Linked DNA regions of Oryzias latipes: region 1 is linked to region 2. A link is a contact called in public Hi-C data. All regions are on one chromosome and are shown on one strand. The core of a region is the stretch at or near the end of the contact, and the rest is flanking DNA. Distances in the headings are between cores, read along the strand shown.

Region 1 (2,837 bases), core at 192-2,691, 67 kb after region 2:
CAAGTTAATCATTTCCTCCGGCTTCTTTACATATTGCAAATACAATTTGATGAATTTTCCATCGACGGCAATGGCTTGTTTAGTCGTGAATTATTGCACTGGCTCATTTCATCAAGTAAACACTGTTTTTTTGTTTGTTTTTTAATCAGCAATTTCCTGCTGCTGGGTGATTATTGGTCATTGATGTTGGTCCACAAATAATTATCTTTGGAGCGGAAGTCAAAGGAAGAGCAACATCCCTAATTTAGCTTCATTTGTCCAACTGGACCTCAATCGATACGCCTTTTAAGTGATTTGGTGCAGGACTTCTCAGTCTGTGCTAGTAAGTGATTTATAAATACTCAATTAGGCCATTAATCTGCCATTAATCCGGTGCTTTCTATATTCAATTATCCAATTCATAACCTAACGATAATTAGACGATGCCTGCCTGGTTAACTTGCATTTACCTATAACCTTATCTAATAATTGAAGTGGGTGTGGAGTGAATTCCTGCAGGAGAAAGTGATTAAATTAGCCATAAATGCTACGCATAGCTGATTTAATTCGATGTGGTGTACAGTAAAGCCCACAAGTACACACTCTTTTTCTTATGTTTTTTATTCCTTTGAAAGGTTAACACAGAGGGCAAAGAAATCCTTTCTGATTGGCTGATTTCTTTGAGAAGTCAAACATGAAAGAACACCTGTGTCCGATGACGTTCGTTTAAATATTCATGCGCCACAAGAAGGGACTAGAATTATAAAAGTAAGCTTTTTTTATTTATTTAAAAAAAAAAGTTTAGAAGAAAAGTATTTATAATGTAAAAGGCAAATTGTTATGGAACACAATCATGATATTTAAAATGAATTAAACATCAACTAACGATTCATCTGTTTAAATAAATGTATTCAAAATAACTTTATTTTATTTGTACTGTAAATTAAGTTAGCAACACAGAAATCCTAAAAATAGAAAAGATACACAAAAAAGATATCTCAGCGACCGCTTCGAGACTTACCGGCTAAAACTCAGTAAAAAAAGGGAAATATAGTCCTCATTTTCATCATCAAACGCGGGGACCCGCATCGAGGAGGCGCGGACGGCGCCTCTCCGGTCCAAGAACACAGGCAGACATGATCGGGGGGGAAACTTCTCAGGGGTCTGTCCTTTCCAACCTTCCAGTGTGGCTCTGCGGTCTGATACGGGTCACCGATTACTCCTATTTCTGACAGTCCCGGGATGAGCAGCCTCCAGAGTTCATTTAAATGACGCTAAGGCTCGGGATAATTAACAGAAGTGTAGTTTAAAATAAAATAAATGAAAAACACAAATCCGGCTTTTCCTTTTTCTTCTTTTCTGTCAAGACCTCAGGCACGCTCCGCGTACTTAACCAATGTGCAGTGTGGCGGAGCTGCTGAGTTATTTGCATGCTGTGGAGGTGGACTACGGGGAGGCGAAGCCTTCTCAAGTTAGCTTGAATGCTATACAGCGCATCCGGTTAAGGTATTTCAAAATAAGAGAGCATCAAATGTTTTTTTAAATAAACCGTCTTTTAACATTTTTGATCCCAACAATTTTTTAAATAAGGCATACAATTTTTACTATCAAACTAATTCACACAAATCTGCTCCCCAACAATAGTTTTTATTGACAAAAAAAGAAAAGAAAAAGAAAATTAGTTTTACTTTAAAGCCACAAAGTACTTCCTCTGTCTATTAATACAAGCACACAGCTGGAAAGGCGCTTTGAAAGAGATCCTCCTATTTCTTTTTTTTCTACTGTCAAACCACAAAAGAAAAGAAAAAAACACTTTCACTGATTGGCTATAATTGGTCCACAATACTTCTCTAAAGCTATCTACACATGGGGCATGTGATGTGCATTCAAAACAACCATTCTTGATCACGCTTTTAGAAAACAGTGGACACACTGGACTGTCGCTGTCCGATACATGATACATGATACAAGAATCATGCTCCAGTTATATGAAATATTTAGTGTCATATAATTCTGCCCAGACACAAACCGCAATAATTCATTTCTCCTCTATGATCAATTTCTAATGGCTGGTACTTCTGTGTGTTGAAAAGGGAGCTACCCATATGACGAATCAGAGTCCCTGATTGGTCAAAGTAAAACTGGTTTAACTTTCAGCATGTAAATGGCGTATACTTGTATAGCGCTTTTCTACCTACAAGAACAAAGCGCTTTACAGTCACAGTCCCATTCACGCAGTCACACACACATTCACACACTGGTGGCCGCTCCACTGCCAAACACAGGCGCCCGCCTACCACCAGAGGCAAGGTGGGGTTCAGTGTTTTGCCCATTAGACGATGCCTGCCTGGTTAACTTGCATTTACCTATAACCTTATCTAATAATTGAAGTGGGTGTGCAAGGTGGGAATCGAACCTGCAATCTTATGATCATGGGTCGACCGCCCAACCGCTGCACTACGGCCGCCAAACGTGTTCAATGGCTGCATGTTTTGCCCAAAGACGGACTTCAAAACTTGTGTAGTCACGCGAAGCCATGGTTGTTTTGATTGCAGCAGCCGAAAAAGGCACAGAAGCACGTTTACAAAGACTTTCTATTAGAAGTGGTCGCTCAAATGCGTGTTTCCGAGCCCGGTATGAACGCACCATAGGGATGCATGCTACAGAGCTGTCATAAATACATAGGGCATGGGATGTTCCCATTGTTACATCATTATTACTGCTTCCCGTCCTTGAGTGTGATTCTGGTGCTACCAGTTCTGGCAGAGTTGTGACCTTTAACCTCCCTGTGGTGCAGATGCTCATAAACGATAATCACCAACTCATGGCACTGAGACCAAGCCAAACAGTTGAACTGA
Region 2 (2,906 bases), core at 392-2,891:
TGCATAGAACAAATTTCGCTAGGTGTGTGATAACTAATGGGAACTTTTTTAACCATAAGCTGTGCAGTGGAATACACTAATGCTATCTTTAAACCAATTGGCAATCTTTCTTCTGGCCTGCAAAGCAGACTCTGGTATCTTCACATTCTGAACCATAGACTGTACATAGAGATGGGATGGACACAGCCGGGTGTGACGTCGTCCATCGAAAATGCCTTACCTCCGGCTCCAGCAAAAGGAAGCCAATTAAGTTGGCATTTTTCAGCGAAACCAGCGCCGGTCAACAGTGATTGGTCCGAGTCAAGAGTTGACACTTCAATGGCATCTACTGTTGCCAATCCCAAGTAAATCCACACCCATTCCACTAAGGAGTGTGGATCAACGTTTGATTAACAAACATTTAAGTTGGGAAACACTTGCTTTTATTTAAGCATCTGATTGGTTAGTTTATAACTTGGATAACTTGCAATAAAGAAAAAATATAATAAAAAAATCTTGGATTAGCAAGAAGATAAAGAGTTAGCAGTGACAGAATGGTCATTCTGACAAACAGAATGGAGCCAGTGGGTATTTCCTGTTTGAGGGGGGGGCAGTTTGTTTAGTTCCTATTTATAGTCTATGTTCTGAACATACCTGAACATACCAGCAACAAGCACAACCGGGAGAGCTAGAAAACAGGTGGTGGGGTAAACCTAAAGGAGCAGGATCCTGCTTTAGTGTGAGATTATTGAATAGAGGTGTGATCACACTATAGGGGAAATTTTAGGGATTTAAGTCTATTTAATCAGTAGAATTTTCTTACTATTTTTAATGGAGGCTTGAGAGCAGCCAAACAAGAAAATGGTTGATAATGGGCAAGTTTGAAGGATATTCATTATATGCAACTGTAAAAAAACAAAAGTAGATACCAACCTAGGGCTTGACATCTTTGGCCTTTCCTTCAATGATTCTTTTAGTTTTGAAACTGAAACCATTTTTTTGTGTGCAAACTTGATCACCATCTGCCACAACTGAAACATCCCCCAGGCCACATCACCACAGGCAAAGAGTGTTTTCTGGTAATCCTGCCCTAATGCTTCAAAGACTTCAGCAACTCCTGCAATATCATCACTTCATTATTCATTAAGTCTCTATGAATGAACTCCACTAACAAGCCTTGGAATCAAAAGCATGCCCACATTTCCATTTGTTAATATAAACACTTGTGTTTGTGCTTCACATCCACATTCAACAATGAGAATCCATTATCCAGAGTGGACTGCGATAAGACACCCTTAGAAATTCAATGAGGTTTTCTGAGAAAAGACTAAAAGTGGGTCATTGGATTACAGCAGACTTTCACAAACAATTGTCTTCCTAATGCGTCAAATCTTGACTGCCTTGTATGATTCAGTGAAAAGCAAGCGCCGCACATTATAAATCGGTATCGGCGGATTTGGTCAGAAACAAGCTCCGTTTAAATTCAATGCGGAGCCACATTGTTTTTGAGAAACTTCAAAAAGACACCCAAACTCTGTTTTTTATGTTGTATGCTAAGTGACACATTCATTTGAGGAGCACTCAAAGCTGTTGGCGAGGCACTTTACCACCCCCCACGCTATTGCACCACAGAGGCCAAAGGTTGCAAGCTCATATGTCACACCTTGACAGCCTCACTCTCCTGTTTCAGCAATGAGACACCTGGGCCGTGTCCCCGTGGTCATCCTTGAATATGCAACCCCACCCCCTTCCCTCACCCCCATAGTCTCTCATCAAAAACAATCATGAGGGAAGACAATCTTGGCTGCTGGACACTGATACCAACTGTGTTTACGAAAATCCAAAGGGGTGCTTAAATATTTATAAAGACAAAGATAACTAAAGGCCACTTTTCCAAATATTTGTGGAAAGTGGGCGTTATTCATTGGCTTCTGTGTATCTTCCTGCGTTTTAATGATTCGCATGATAGTTCTACTAGACTTGAGGCATGGCCTAAAGTCGAGGACATTAACAATTTCTCATTGATCCAGATCGGCATGCAGGAATGGTTCAATACGTCTTGGCCTGAAAAGAATTCTGTTTTGCAATGAATGCTGGGACAGAATCCATTGACTGTTAATGTTCTGTCCACAAAACCTACTGAGGGGTGAACATTTCATATCAAATTTCAGCATTGAAAACATAGTAAATACAAAAAGAAACATAAAATATTACAACCAAATCATGTGGGTGGCATGGTAAAATGTCAGAGGCTGTGGCTGCAAAGATGTTCACTTAAAAGACTAAAGACAAGCAGGCAGATAAAGGAAAAAGGTCTTTAGTCAGCCTGAACATTCAAAAAGACTGGTGGCAAACCAAATGACTAAACGATCCTTCAATTGTCGAGCCCATATACACCACCTGAAGAACAATCAAGAAACTGGAAGCAGCTGTGCTGGTTTCAACTCAAACCAGGTGTGAACATGACAGGAAGGCAGAGCAGGAACAAGAAACAGGACAACTTGAGAGAAAAACTTAAAAAAGTATATCTGAAAATGTCAATCACATAAATTCACAACTGTGAATACCACATGTTAAATTTAGATAACTTGTTTGTTATAAACACAAATTGATAAATGCTATCATAACAAAACAAAATTTGAGGCACATAGTTGTAGTATAATGGATTTACCAATATAATAATAATGGATTGGATTTATCTGCACTTTCCCAGATGCTCAGAGCGCTTACAATGTATCCATTATTCATTCACTCAACATGATGGTAACTACTGATGTATCCACAGCTGCCCAGGGGCAGACTGACAGAGGCGTGGCTGCCAGTTTACGCCTACAACCCCTCTGGCCATCACTGGGACATTCATACGCATTCACACACCAGTGGAGGCAGGGAGGGTGAAGTGTCTTGCCCAAAGGCACAATTGTTGG

The links. Hi-C and Micro-C count contacts between places; a contact is called where the count stands out from the background.
Region 1: a Hi-C map of embryo shows a contact between it and region 2, with 1.6 times the contacts expected there. The contact joins the promoter of slitrk6 here to the enhancer-like site in region 2. A contact is called at or near these places in 2 of 5 Hi-C or Micro-C datasets (embryo and fibroblasts).

Annotation. Positions count from the first base shown.
Region 1 is chr2:19,694,251-19,697,087 of ASM223467v1, forward strand. slitrk6 (SLIT and NTRK-like protein 6) reads right to left here and starts at 1,442. Exons shown (of 2, transcript XM_004066586.4): 1 at 1,001-1,442.
Region 2 is chr2:19,626,805-19,629,710 of ASM223467v1, forward strand. No RefSeq gene overlaps it. Among protein-coding and RNA genes, the nearest start is that of LOC110016378, 30 kb to the right of the region's middle. Within about 2 kb of position 1,642, at least 4 of the 8 cell types and tissues checked have an H3K27ac peak or open chromatin away from gene starts, as enhancers often do. A contact at or near this core is called in embryo, where this site is marked.